5 separate regions of the Mus musculus genome follow, and all the other regions are linked to region 4. The links are chromatin contacts, called in public promoter capture Hi-C maps. All regions are on one chromosome and are shown on one strand. The core of a region is the stretch at or near the end of the contact, and the rest is flanking DNA. Distances in the headings are between cores, read along the strand shown. Region 1 holds the start of Phc3 (polyhomeotic 3). Region 2 holds the start of Actrt3 (actin related protein T3). Region 3 holds the start of Prkci (protein kinase C, iota). Region 4 holds the start of Fxr1 (fragile X mental retardation gene 1, autosomal homolog). Region 5 holds the start of Sec62 (SEC62 homolog (S. cerevisiae)).

The links. Promoter capture Hi-C pulls out the DNA fragments that hold promoters and counts their contacts.
Region 1: a promoter capture Hi-C map of pre-B cells shows a contact between it and region 4. The contact joins the promoter of Phc3 here to the promoter of Fxr1 in region 4. A contact is called at or near these places in 1 of 39 promoter capture datasets (pre-B cells) and 1 of 9 other capture datasets (adipose tissue).
Region 2: a contact with region 4 is called in a promoter capture Hi-C map of pre-B cells, with 4 times the contacts expected there. The contact joins the promoter of Actrt3 here to the promoter of Fxr1 in region 4. A contact is called at or near these places in 2 of 39 promoter capture datasets (liver and pre-B cells) and 4 of 484 Hi-C or Micro-C datasets (B cells, CD4 T cells, Th1 cells and 1 more).
Region 3: a promoter capture Hi-C map of pre-B cells shows a contact between it and region 4. The contact joins the promoter of Prkci here to the promoter of Fxr1 in region 4. A contact is called at or near these places in 2 of 39 promoter capture datasets (liver and pre-B cells).
Region 5: a promoter capture Hi-C map of pre-B cells shows a contact between it and region 4. The contact joins the promoter of Sec62 here to the promoter of Fxr1 in region 4. A contact is called at or near these places in 1 of 39 promoter capture datasets (pre-B cells) and 1 of 484 Hi-C or Micro-C datasets (CD4 T cells).

What each region holds. Positions count from the first base shown.
Region 1 is chr3:30,968,130-30,970,829 of GRCm38.p6, forward strand. Phc3 (polyhomeotic 3) reads right to left here and starts at 1,286. Exons shown (of 15, transcript NM_001165954.1): 1 at 1,245-1,286. The coding sequence starts at 1,258.
Region 2 is chr3:30,598,448-30,601,147 of GRCm38.p6, forward strand. Actrt3 (actin related protein T3) reads right to left here and starts at 1,423. Exons shown (of 2, transcript NM_029690.2): 1 at 1,209-1,423; 2 at 1-302. The coding sequence starts at 1,402.
Region 3 is chr3:30,994,346-30,997,045 of GRCm38.p6, forward strand. It overlaps Prkci (protein kinase C, iota), which reads left to right and starts at 1,426. Exons shown (of 18, transcript NM_008857.3): 1 at 1,426-1,740. The coding sequence starts at 1,640.
Region 4 is chr3:34,018,636-34,021,335 of GRCm38.p6, forward strand. It overlaps Fxr1 (fragile X mental retardation gene 1, autosomal homolog), which reads left to right and starts at 1,444. Exons shown (of 17, transcript NM_001113188.1): 1 at 1,444-1,528. The coding sequence starts at 1,478.
Region 5 is chr3:30,791,610-30,794,309 of GRCm38.p6, forward strand. Sec62 (SEC62 homolog (S. cerevisiae)) reads left to right here and starts at 1,267. Exons shown (of 8, transcript NM_027016.2): 1 at 1,267-1,774. The coding sequence starts at 1,739.

The DNA.
Region 1 (2,700 bases), core at 36-2,535, 3.1 Mb before region 4:
GTAACAAGAACATTTACTTCTCTTTCTTAAAAATCAAAACAAAATAGGGTGTCACTACGTAGCTCAGGCTGGCCTCAATGAGACTCAGGAGTCTCCAGCCACCATAGGCTGTATTAACAGCTCCAATATACAAGGGAGAAAGTAAGGTGAAAGGAAAAACAGATGGGGCTGCTAACTTCTTTTAGTGGGAGCTGAATCACATTTTTAGACGTTCTGCTGTTCATTTCCTTCCAATCAGCAAACCACAGTATCATATGGCACCTGCTCAATACTACACTCAATCAGCAGTAAGGTAAAATCTTGAAACTACTGCGTGTCAAAACACTTTGGCACCGGGACCAATGGCATCCAAGCCACCACCGTAAACCCTGGCCTTTCAAAGTCTTATTCTGCTCAGCTGTGCTCTCAAAGCCCAAAGGCGGGCGAAGAAGACAGTGAGTTCTGACGAACCAAAAATGGTCAGGGAACCTAGACAGTAATTCTAAACATTGGATGTGTGCAACTGGGCAAACCATCGCTTTACATTTCGAGGCCTGGTACAAAAGAACACTTTCGGGGAGCGCACGGGCTTGGCACGGAAATACTTGCCGCGTTCAGCTCTGGCACTCCAGAGGCCTACCCGGGAACCTGAAGTTTCAAGTCGCCAACTGAGCATAGCATCACAGCGCTACCCAAGAATGCGGCCCTCCAGGGAGGGAGGCTCGCCGCCGCAGCCCGAGCCCGGAGGGGGACTGCAAGGAAAGGCCGGGGAGGTGGGGAGCCTCGGCCGTGGGCCGCAGCCGCTGTCCGGACGCCTCCCTGCGCCTCCCCGCGCCCCCGCCGCACGGACGGACGGACGGACGGACAGACAGACGGCTACGGGCCCGCAGGAGCCAGCGCGGAGGCCCGGCGGCGCCTGCCCAGCCGGACACACCTCGGCGGGGACCGCGGCTGGAATGACAGCCCCGGCCGAGCGCCGCAGGGCTCGCGTCCCGGGAGAGCCCGGAGACTAGGGTCCCCCGGGTAGCTGTGCGCTTAGGACCACACAGCCCCGGGACCGCACGGCGCAGCACGCACTCCCGAGGGGAGGCTGGCTGGACCTGCCATCCTCCTCCCACAGTCGGGCTTCTCCACCACGCCGTGGCTCCCGCCTCGCCTCCGCCCTGCACCGCCAGCCTCGGAGCCCCAAGAGCTGCCTCGGGGGAACGTGTCGCAGCCCTCACTCGCCCCCCGGTTACGACATCAGTCACCAGCAAGTCACTCACTCCGCTTCCGCCATCTTCTCTCCTCCATCACTAACACGAAGTGCGCATGCGCCTCCTTTTCCCCCTGCAAGAGCCAAGAGCCGAGGGGCGGGATCTGGGGGGCGGGGGGCGCAGAGGTCACGTGAGGCCAGCGACTGCCAGGCTCCCTCCCACCTCAACTCTCTCTGTGAGGTGGCCTGTGTTTCCCTAAGTGGTCCTTCCCAGACACCCTCTATTTCTATGGCTCAGAATCTTTGTCTTAGCCCGGGGTCTGCGACGAATATAGAAAAAGTTCTGCTTAGCGCTGGAAATGTAGAAGTTGCTAGAATACTTTCAGAAACGTGCATCAAGTCTTAGGTTCAATACCCAGCCCCACATAAACCAGACATGGCTAGGCCCTTAGAAAGTGTTGTTTTGAATAAAAATTCAAAGTCATCCTAGACTATATAATGTAAAACAGAAACCCCATGATCCTGGTTCTATAAGAAAGCAGACTGAACAAGCAGCAGCCCTCCACAGCCTCTGCATCAGCCTCTGCATCAGCTCCTGTTTCCAGGTTCCTGCCCTACTTGAGTTCCTGTTCTGATTTCCTTTGGTGATGAACGGTGCTATAGAAGTGTAAGCCAAATAAACCCTTTCCCTCATGTCCTGCTTTGGGGATGGTGTCCCCATACCTTGCAAGGGTAAGCTTCTGTTTCCTGAACCTAAGATATCCTGAAAACCATGCTTTTTAACCTCTGCTGAATTTGTAACCCCATGATGTATACTCCTTTGCCTTGCTAAACTCCTGAACATCTCTGATGACTCCCCTTCCATATAGTGTCTTACCCTTGTATACCTCACAGCCGGCCTTGAGCCCTGAGTCCCCCCATTCTTCTGTCCTGGTGCTAACAGCCAACGCTCTCAACAGCTGTAATCTATCAACCCTAATCCTTGCCCCACAACAGAGACCTCAAAAGCCAGTGAGGGGCTGCTTTCTGAAACCTGAACTTGGATGAGGCAGCCTTTAGCCAGTCTAAGTATAGCTTGCTTAATCAGACAGTTGTGGAAATGTTTTTCCCCACCTCGGGTCTAACAGAAATTTTAAGGCTAGCCTGGGATATGTAAGACTGTGTTTAAAAAAAAGAAAGAAAGAAAGAAAGAAAGAAGAAAAATTAACTACAACTATAAAACATTAAAAATATGTATCCAAAATAGTCTGAAAAGTGGATTTTGTAGACATACATACACAGTGTGACTTTGCTTCATAGATCCAAGAAATAAGCAAATCTCTGTTGCTCTTGACTGAGAAAGAAGCATAGTGATCGTAAACAGTGTCTCCTATTTCCTGAGATGAAGTGCACTAATCTCAGTGTCTCAGGGTTCCATTGCTGTGATGAAACACCATCCCCAAAGCAGGTCATGGGAGAACGAGTTTATTTGGCTTACACTTCTATATCACCGTTCATCACCAAAGGAAGTCAGAACAGAAACTGAA
Region 2 (2,700 bases), core at 173-2,672, 3.4 Mb before region 4:
AACCCTCAAAGATGGGCACACACTGAGTAATCCCAGCTCCTGAATTCAGCACCAGGCCAGTAGTAAAGCCAGCAGCGAAGAGAGCCAACACCGCCTGGGCGGACATGTAGAAGGCAGGGACTCCCAGATTCTCAAAAAACACTTCGGAGATGTGTTGCCGGTCTGCCAGTGGATTCAGCGCAGGTTCTGTAACCAAGACCGGGCCATCACTGGCGTTCAGGTTCAGGTTGTAGTCATAGATATGCTTCCACATGATCTCCATGTCCCCCCAGGAGGAAATGAGACCCCGTTCCACTGGATAGCTGGAGGGAGGACAATAAAATATATAAGTCTTGTGCTTTTATGGTTGTTGCTAATGGTGGTTTTAGATTTGGCTTAAATTATTATTATTATTACTATTACTATTATTATTATTATTTGATAGTTCTTGTTTTGAGACAGAATCTCATTATGTTGTGCTGGCTAGCTTAGAACCCATGACACTTGCCTCCAGCACTCAGGAGGCAGAGACAGGCAGATCTACGATTTCAGGCCAGTCCAAACAATAGAACTAGTTTTAGGATAGCCAGGGTTACACAGAGAAACTCTACATCAAATAAACAGACAGACAGACAGACAGACAGACAGACAGACAGACAAATAAAACAAACTCAGTATGCAAACCAAGATGGCTTGGAATGCACAGACTCCCCTGCCTTTACCCGATTGAAGGTGAAGGCTACCATTCTTAAATAGAAACTGTTAATTCTACCTTTCTGTTCCTTTGCATCCAAGGGGACTATTTATCATTATTGTTTTCTGTAATTGACAAAGTAACTTCCAGTAAACAGCACAGCTACTTTTCTCTGCAGTCATTTTGCTTGGCTATTTTTTTCTCTTCTTTGGAGAATGTGACTTCAAAAAGTTGGAAACTTCCCACATTCTGGTATAATTGTAAATAGTTCAAGAGACCACACCGCATGACAAAAGTCACACGTCAAGCCACATTCTTACGCAGGCACATCTAGCATGAACGGCCACTGTATGCTTGAATATATTTGTGTATAGAGAACAGAAGTTTTTGTTTGTTTGTTTGTTTTGGGTTTTTGTTTTTGTTTTTTGTAAGGAGTGGCCTTGGGGTTCCTTCCCTGGTCCTTTCGGGGTGGCTTTAGCTATGGGCTCTCCACCCACTTCCACAAAGCCCCCAAGACTGCAGAGTCCCGCAGTACCTGATGGATAGGAAGCTCCTGCGCTCCTGCGCTTGATCACCCACACACAGCTCCTGCCTGCTGTCCGCCGTATGGCCCTTGGACCGGCCCAGAATATTCGGGTAGACAAACTGGGGCTCCCGGGTCCCAGCCAGGCCCGCCTTGATCATTCCCGAGCCGTTGTCGATCACCACTGGTGGCTGGTAGCCGCTCATGCCGCTGGTGCTGCTGCATCTGCGCCTCCAGACCGCTCTTCCCAGGCTGTGCGGTGACAGGTGTTGGTAATGTCGCGTCACAGAGGACCCGGCCATCTGCTGGCCCGCATGACATGAGTGAGGTGCCTCCTGCGACCGCTTTCCATGGGTTGAGCATCACCGCTGCTCCTGGAAGCTCTCAGCATTAATACCAGAAAACCGGGCTACCCTTGCAAAACATAGAAATCTAACAATTTGCAAGAACCTTTCTCAAACACGCTGAATGTCTATTAAAAAAAAATTCTCTTAAGTCCTTGCACTGTGGTTAACAGTAGTGTTCCAGGGCGAGTGGGAAGCTGGAGGAAGACCCTTAACACCGGCCTTGGAAATATCGCTACAGGAAGGCTCTGCCTGGCTTCTGTAAGGATCAATTTCAGGGAGTGCTGGGGTGTGAAACGAGTTTATGTTCTGTATAGTAAAGTAAACAACGTTACATCTTTCCTGTCCTTTCTAAAGATATACACAAAAAGGCAAAACCTTTTGGGTTTTGTAAGATGGTGCATTTTAGCACAGGCTGCCCTCGAACTCAGCGGAATTCCCCTCTTCAGGCTCTGAGTTCTGGGATGCTCGGCTCCCCTCCTTCCCCTTTTCTTTTCTCCGTTCATTTCTCTCTCTCTCTCTCTCTCTCTCTCTCTCTCTCTCTCTCTCCCTCCCTCCCTCCCTCCCTCCCTCCCTCTTCCCCCCCCTCCTTCCCCCCTTATTTCATCCTTTTCTTCATCTTCTGGATTATATCTCTAGGTCCTCCGAAGCTAATTTTCATTTCCTGAGGTTGATGTTTTAGGAATAAGAACATGTCTGCCATTTGGTAAGAATATAAATGCCTTAGATCATTATGAAGTTCAGTTCAGAAAAAGAAAGTACACTGCGCAGCAAAAAATGAACGTCTTGGTGTCTGGTTTCGCGCATCCTTTAGGGGCTTTAAAACAGCACACAAATAGAAGCTTTGGTTTCGAAGCAGGATGGGGAAAAGGGTAATTTACACGTGCTTCCACCAAAACCCGCCAAAGCACTGTACTGCGCCAAATCACAGGCCCTGGCTACAGCGCGCCGCTGCTTCCCAGCTGGAGGAAAGCATAACCTGTCTAAAATGAGAAAAAAAATGAAATTCGGCCAGGAACTAAGTGTGCCTGCTGGTCTCTAGTGGTGTACCCGCCGGGCTTAGCAAAACAAGAAAAAGACAGAATGAATGAAAGGAAGGAAGGGAGAAAAAGAAATTGCAAACAAGTTCAAACTTTTAAATAGTCTCAGCCTGTTAAGTT
Region 3 (2,700 bases), core at 176-2,675, 3.0 Mb before region 4:
ATTCCCAGCACAACTATCTGAAACTCCAGTTCCAGTGTATCTGGCACCCCTTTCTGACCTCTGCAGGAACCAGGCGGTGTGTGGTGCTCATACATAAAATAATAATTAAAAAAAATGACCATCAGCAATCAATCCATATTTAACGTGATGATGCAGCCTCTAATTGTTAAAAAAAAAAAAGTTATTTAGTGGAAATTTTCATATACTCCAAATTTGTGGACGTTGGATGAAGCTAGTACCAAGCTAAGTGTCACACATAGTAGCTCTGATAAAGCAAGCAACCAAATCTAATGTATGATTATAAAGAAAGCTGCTGGGTAGTGGTGACACATGCCCTTAATAGGACCCAGGAGGCACTAGCAGGCGAATCTCTGAGTTTGAGTCTAGCCTGACAGAATGAGTTCAAGGACAGCTACAGAGAGAAAACCTCTTACCAACCAAAAACAAACAAACAATAACAAAAAGAAAGCCATATCTTTGCTTATTTCAACAATTTGCACATGTTGCTATCTGAGCTGACCTGGTGGCTAGATTCAAGCTACCTTAAGGGTAGAGTAAGTGATACAGGCAAGATCTGAGGAAGTCCGAAAGTAAGTTACACGGACAGATTTTTTTTTCTAATTCTCGACCAGACTAGTGTAAGTAAAATAAATGCTAATGAACTGACACACTAGTTAAGTATTCACTGGGCACTTTCTTCTATAGAATGGCAATATTCACGGGTTGAGGGCCTTGAAGAAGTCTCTCTCCTGTGGTATCTCCCAATTGAGTTTCTTCTTTCGTTGCATTCACTAATGCTTTTGCTACCTACATTATTAAATTCTCCCCGAAAAGGATTTGCTGAGCAGGTAATCAAATCTTGTTCCCCCAAAAGGGAACTGTTTAATTTCAATGATCAATGAAATTGACATGGAGAATTTAATTGGAAGGAGATTCTACATCTTGACGAAGCCATCTTTCCAGTGCCCTCAGATACTCAAGCGGTTTTCAGGACTTCCATGCCTACAACTCCCGGGAAGCACAAGATCGAAAACGCGGCACTCTACACTTAAGGAACAAGTCCCAGAATCCCACCGGGACTCCAAATCCCAGAATCCCGCGCAGCAAATACATTCCGGAAGCGTGGCGGGCTAGCTGGGACGAGACTAAATAGAAGAAATAGGGGAAGCAACCTTGAGCGTGGGTGCTCTGTAGGTTGTTTTGTAGAAATCCTTCCATTTAAAGGCGTGGTTTACAATTACTTATATTAATATCCAAGTATATTCCCATTTCAGAGCGTCTGTTAGTAGGCTGGTGGGTTCTGTTCCCTCTGCTAGCCTCTTCTCCCCCCCGTGAGGATGAGAGCGCCGGGGCTCCGCGACTCCTGAGCCCGCCCTGCCGCGGAATGCGGCCTTGGGAGCGAGCGTGGTGGGAGGAGCCGCGGCGGGAGGCGTGTTGTGCCGGGCGGAGGGAGGAGCGCTGGGGCTCGGGCTTGGCGGCGAAGCGACCCCTTGCTCGCTCCGCGCCGCGGGCTAGGCGTGTTGGTCGGCGAGGCGGGCGGCCACGGCTTCCCGACAGGCTCGGGAGGCCGAGACCCTCGCGGCGCCCGGCGCTGCCCCGGCCCCCTCGGCCTCCTGCGGCGAGGCGGGGGAGTGAGGAGATGCCGACCCAGAGGGACAGCAGCACCATGTCCCACACGGTCGCGTGCGGCGGCGGCGGGGACCATTCCCACCAGGTCCGGGTGAAAGCCTACTACCGCGGGTGAGTGTTGGCGGTCAGGGACCCGAGCGATCGTGGGGGCGGCGAGAGGTGCGGTTGGTGGCACCCTGGACGTATGAGTGTAGGTCGCCAGGAGTCGGCGGAGGAGAGTGGGCGCAACCGGAGGGGAGGACAAATCAGCTGACGGAGAAATTTGCAACTGTTTCGGGACTGGGTGGATTGAAGATTTCGAGGGAAGCCTCTGTTCACTCACTACTGTGGGCACGCAAGCCTGGACTGCTTCGTTAGGTGGCTCCTTTCATTGCAGACAGGCCTGAAGCCTCCGTCTTATAAATCAGGTTTACATCTATCCTTCGCCGTGGGAGAGTTCATGAAATAAGTCTGGACTATGGTCAGAGAGCCGCTATAGGTGTTAGAGTTAGTACCAAAGTCGATACTTTTTAATAGGATGTGCACTGGATCCTGGGTGGTCAGAATTAAGGTGCAAATGTGCTGACCCACATTTTGGAAGTTAGGGTGAGCTATCGAAAGGTGAGAAGCCAAGGCTTTAAATTCTAGAAACGATCTTTACCCCACTTGATTACCAAACGTTTAAACTAATGTCTCTGCCAAAAGTAATCCAGTTCTGAGCATAGCCCAAATCATTTTCTATCGTGACTTATCATAAAGTTCTTCCTCTCCTTTGACTTCAGTGTGTGGTTTGAGATAATTTAGGATCTCTGCTGAGGTGAAAGGCCAGCGTGAGCATAAAGACTGGAGAGCAGGGATTAACAGAAGACCTCTCTGCTTGTCTAGGCAGAAATAAATTGCTTTTAAAAGCTTCAAGTGCTACAAGGTTAAAAGAGCTGTGCGTGCTTTCACATTCCTGAGGGGATCAGTGAAGATAGCAGACCTTCCCGGTTCTTTCTTGTTTTCCTTTCAAGAGAACTGAAGCTGCACATGTCTTAATGTGTACATGTAAGGCCTTAGATTTGTGTGTTATCTTCCAGCCTCTGACATTGA
Region 4 (2,700 bases), core at 194-2,693:
CATGAATCTTGAAAGAATATTCTAAATGAGAGAAGCCAATCACAGAAGCTCTCACATCACGATCCCACTCATATGTGAGATCGAGCTAGGCAAATCTCTACATAGAAAACACATGGGCAGTTTCCTAGAATCCAGGGAATTCAGGAGAATTGGGGAACAGCAACAAGCACAAGTGCTTTTTATTTTTACTTATTTATTGTTGTTTGTGATGAAAATGTTTTATACTGATCCTGGTGATAGACGCTGAACTGTACATTTTTAAAAGGGCTAATCTTGTATAAAGAAAATGTACTTTATACAAACCAGGTTGCTAGGGGCCAGGAGCTCACACCAGTAAAGCCAGCACTCTGGAGGCTAAGACAAGAGAATGGGAGGTAAATCGAAGGCCATCTTGGACTGCTTAGTGAGACTTGTCTCAGAGTAACAGGTAACCGTGGGGGAACTGAGCCTGTTAGCCCAACTGGCACCTGGAGGTGGGAGGCAGGGTGGTCAATTTGAGCTCCAAATAAAGGAAAGACAAATACATCATGCGTCGCTGAAAAGTTATGTAAAGATGCACATACAAATGAATTCTTTTAAGTACTATTTCCAAAAGCCTTGCTTTCAGAAGTTGGCATTAACTTATCAAACTAAGTATGAGTGCCACAAAGCTTCTAGAACTGGTGGCGTTTCTGGTAAAGTCACACAACACAAAACCCAATAGGTTCTTGGATCCTCTTTGCAAAACTTCCCACGTGTAACCTATCAGGGGTGGGAGGAATACACTTTCCCATTGTTTAAAATTTTTTAAAAGTAATGCCAGCACTCCGATGGCCAGAGGCAGAAGCAGTTCTGTGGGTTCAAGGCCACCCAGGGGTAGAGAACTGTGTCTCAAACAGGATCCCCCCACAAAATTAGCCTAGGTTTCCCGAGCCTTTAATAACGTATTAAGGTAACCGTGCTCGGTCGGTGACAGGTGAGTGAGCTGCCTTCGCGCGAGGCGAGGCCTGAGAACTGCGTGAGGCTCGGGGGAAGCCCCGAGTCCCGGGTTCGTCCTGGGAAAGGCTCTTCAAGGGGACGGCCCGAGGCTCCAGAGGGAAGGCTCCATGAGGGCAAACCTGAGAGTGTCGGCCGGCCATGCGCTCTGGCCGAGCCCGAGCGCCCGCCAGGCCGCGCTTCCTGACGGGAAGAGCCCGTAGGGAGCGTCGCCGGCCGCGCGGATCCTGGGGCGAGGGTGGCGCGCCGGGCGGGTCCGCCTCACTCATTGTGCGCGAGGCGGGCCGCGCGGGCGTGGGCGTGGGCGGACCGGCCTGCCGCTGGGTAGCCGCCCAAGGACCCGCGCAGAGCGGCGCCGCTAGCGGAGAGCCCGGGAGCGGGCCGGGAGCGTCCCGCCCTCCCGCCCGCCCGCCCCTCCCCCGCGACGCTCGCCCCTCCCCCCTCCTCCCCTCGCGTTGGAAAGTTTCTAGAATCTCTTCCCAGCAGCCTTTGCGGTTCCAACATGGCGGAGCTGACGGTGGAGGTTCGCGGCTCCAACGGGGCTTTCTACAAGGTACGGGCCGCGGGGCGGCCGGGGATGGGAGCTGGGCACTGGGAGCGGGGTCAAGGGGCGCCGGGGACCCCGGGGGCCGAGGAGAGGTGTCAGGTGGTGGCGGGGGAGGCAGCTGGGCCGTGCTGCTGGCCTCTGCCCTCGGCGCGGTTTAACGGTCTCGGGGCCCAGGCTCCGTTATGTTTGGAAACAAGGCGGCGGGTGCTGGCTTGCCTCCTGTCCCGGAGCGTCCTGGGTCGAGGCCTCCGGGACGCGGGCGGGCGGGCGGGCTGGAGCGGCGGGCTGTGGTGCGGGCGCGCCGCCGAGGCCTGGCGGGGTGGGGGGCGCGGACGGGCGGACTGAGGGACGGACTGAGGCGGGCAGCTCACTGCGACCCCGCGGCGGCGGCCGGGCCCGCCAGGCTCCTCTCCGCCCGCCCGCCCTCCCGCCCGCGGCATGAATGGCTGACTCCCCGGCCTACCCCGGCTTGTGCTGCCCCGGGGGCCCTGCGAACCCACGGCGCCCGCCCGCCCGCGTGGAAACCCGGACGGGCGGCGGGCCCTGGTGGCCGCGGCCTGGGGAGCGGGCGGCCCCTTCGCCCCTCGGCCCGGGAGAAATGCGAATTCCGAAGGAAGGGTTCAAAGGTGACCCGAGGCCAGGCGGCAGGTGGGAGGGACGCGTGTCTTCCCAGCCCCTGGGAAGGTGGGTTTTTTGTTTTTTGTTTTTGCTTTTTAAGTCCTCTTCCACGAGGTTCTTTTTGTTTCCTTTGAGAAGAGGCCATGCATTGCCGTGGAGGCTGGCCTCGGAGACAGAGGGAGGATTCTAGAGTGGAGGAATTTGTAAGGCGCTTGCTTCTATTGGAAAAGGGGGAGGGGGCACCAAGCAGAACACGAAGGCTGAACAGTTTTTCCATAGTAACGGCCCCTTCTCCTTATTTTTTTTTCTCCCCAAAGTGTGCGAGAATCTTAACAAATCAACACAAAACCTTCTCAGCTGTTGTCTGTCAGTCATTCTCCAAGCCAGCATCTCAGATGTTTGAGAGTCTTGGCTATTTTTATGAAGGCTCTCTTCTAGTACATGAGTATTGTATGTACTTAAAATGGTTTCTCACAGGTTTTCATTTCAATGGCTCCTTTATTCCAGAGGATTTTATTTGGTATTAACGATTTCCTAATTTTTCAGTGTTTTGCTTTTCC
Region 5 (2,700 bases), core at 17-2,516, 3.2 Mb before region 4:
ACTAGTGAAGTTTTGTATAGATAAACCCAGTCAACATTGTATCTTCTGTCCTAGCACCTATAATATAATCGTAGTTCCCTTTTTATGACTTTTGGTTAATGGTTTTACAACCTTTTGGAATGTGCTCTGAGTAGTAGAGGCAATTAACTGGTGACAGAGACTGGCAGAGTTCTCATTGCAGTTTTGACAGCTTAATACATACTGGTACAATTTTAGGAATCCTTACAGGATCATCATTAAGAATTAAGTCATCCATTTGTCTATATAGCATCCCTACAAGACAGTACATCTCTGTAGATCTGCAACTGCAGAGATCTGCTCAAAGAGGTAGGCTAATACCTAGTGATTGTTATATATGTTTAATAATAACAGGAGAAGCATATTAATAGTAGGAATCTTTCCTAAAATTATTTTCTCCTGGGCTTTGCCTATGGGAGCAAATCTGTCACGGATTATGTTAATCTGAGGCACACAATCTCAGGGAGATCATCTGCTAGCTATTAGCTTGTCCTGACAATCATCTGGGTAGGAAAGGCTAGAGAAAACAAGATATTGTATGTTCCAAGTTTTGTGTTAATACGTAAGAATTATTAGTTCTCCCCTGCTTCCTGACAGCAGAGCCAAATTACAGATCTCTTGAGAGTAGAATTGCATAGTTAAAAACAAAAACCACCAACCTTCAGCTATCTTAGTATATAAATGATCAGGCATCAAAGTACTGAGCTTTGCTTCAACTACATATTATTATGTCAGATATATGAAATAGAAAACTTTAAGGATTTTGAAATTAAGTTTACAATGCAAAACTGAAAAAAAAAACCACAACAACAAACAGGCTACCAGGTTCCATGATGTTTGGGGGGGAACAGAGAAGACTTATAAATTCAACATACACACACATCCCATGTACACGCAAAGTGGATATAAAGGACAAAAGAAATTTAAAATGATTAACTGACTCAAGGGATAGAATTAAACTTTATTGGTTTTATCTTTTCTGCATTTTTTCAACTTTCTTACAGCCACAATGTCATCAGAACTTGTACCTAAGCACTTAACTACCCATGTCTTTGGTCTAGAAAGTTCTGGAATAATAGTCATATAGCAGGTCGTCAGAATAGTCATATAGAAGTGGCCTGCAGTCTACTGCATCCCAACTAGTCTTGCTCCTTTCCACCTTAACTTCCCTGGGCTCATCCAGCCTTCTGGAGTCTAAGGATGGGTTGTGAGGTGTCACGTGAGGAGCGGACATTCCAAGGCTTTGGGGACGAGCTGTGTTTAATGGAGTCAGACTCTGAAGTTGTTTTCCACCTTTTAAGGGGAACTTGGCGGGACTGAAGTGGGGTGCCACGGGGCTCGCTGGGGCAGGAAGCGCCACAGGTGACGCTGTGCGCCCCGGTGGTCCCGGCGGCGTCAGCGACTCTGAGGGGCGGGGCCCGGGGATCTGTGTTTACACGCCAGCCAGGTGACTCGGGCGTTCAGTCAGGGCTGAGAGCCGACGCGACTTGCCAGCCTCCAGCGCTCTGACTCACGTGGCGCCGGCCTCCGGGACCAGAAGCAGAAGCAGCCCGCGTCGTCCGCCACCGCACGGACGGCGGGAAGACCACGGAGGCCGCCCCCAGCCCAGAGCCCGCGGCGGGTTACATAACGGGCCGCGAGCCGCCGCGCTCTCGCGAGATCTCAGCCGCCCCCTCCCCGACTCGCTCCACGTCAGAAGGAACCGGGCGGAGCGGCCAACATGGCGGAACGCAGGCGACACAAGAAGCGGATCCAGGTAGCTCGGCGGGGCCGTGGGACCGGGGACGGGCTCGGGCGCGCTGGGACGAGGAGGGACAGGGGGAGACGTCCCGAGCGGCCGGACGCCCGGAGGCCGTCTCCGCGGGGTCGCGGCGCCGGGATGGTCTCGAGGCGGGACGGTGTTAGCGGCCGCTCGGCCGAGGGCTCTGTGGTGCGTCCGGGGAAGGAAGGAGGGAGGGAGGCGCGGCGCTCGAATCCCGCGTCCGGCCCCGCGTTCCTGCGGCGGAGGGCTCGGGCCTGCGCGGGGAGCGCGGACGCCAGGCGCCGGCCGGCCTCCCTCCCTCCTCCGTGTCTCCCTGGCGTCCCGATATTAAGGCCACGGTAGCTGGGGTGGAAGGAGGGCTGACCTGCGGCACCGCCGCCGGTTCTTTGTGCTTGCAGACGGTCGGTCGGTCAGCTGGCCCCGGGCCGCCCGGCCCCAGGGCTCCTTCCAGATGTTAAGCGGCGTGTGCCCTCCATTCCCCTCCCAATGGCTCTTTTAACCGAATAGCCGGGCTTGAACCTTGCCGGCTTTCTTCCAGGCGACACGATGTAAACAAACCCTGCCCGGTCAGTGCTGCAATGGGCTGGTGGCACCCAGAAACCTTCCACATGCCAGCTTGTCAGCCTCACGCCCTACATACTGTGCCTCCCTCATCCCTTATGAATGTCACCTGAGCATCTCTTCCCCGCAGTTTTCGCCCTGTTGGGTGTCCTTTGTTCGATGCACCTTAAACATGGATGTGAGCGCCTCAAGAGCTCACTCAGAAACCAAAGGCCTAAGTTGATGGTCTCTAGTAAGTTGTTAATATGTCAGTCACAAGTTGTTACACTCATTCTTGTCTTTCTGTTCCCCACGTAGGATGTCTTTTTCTGTTTTCCTTTTATATCCATTTTTTTAAAGACTTATCAAGTTATTGGCCT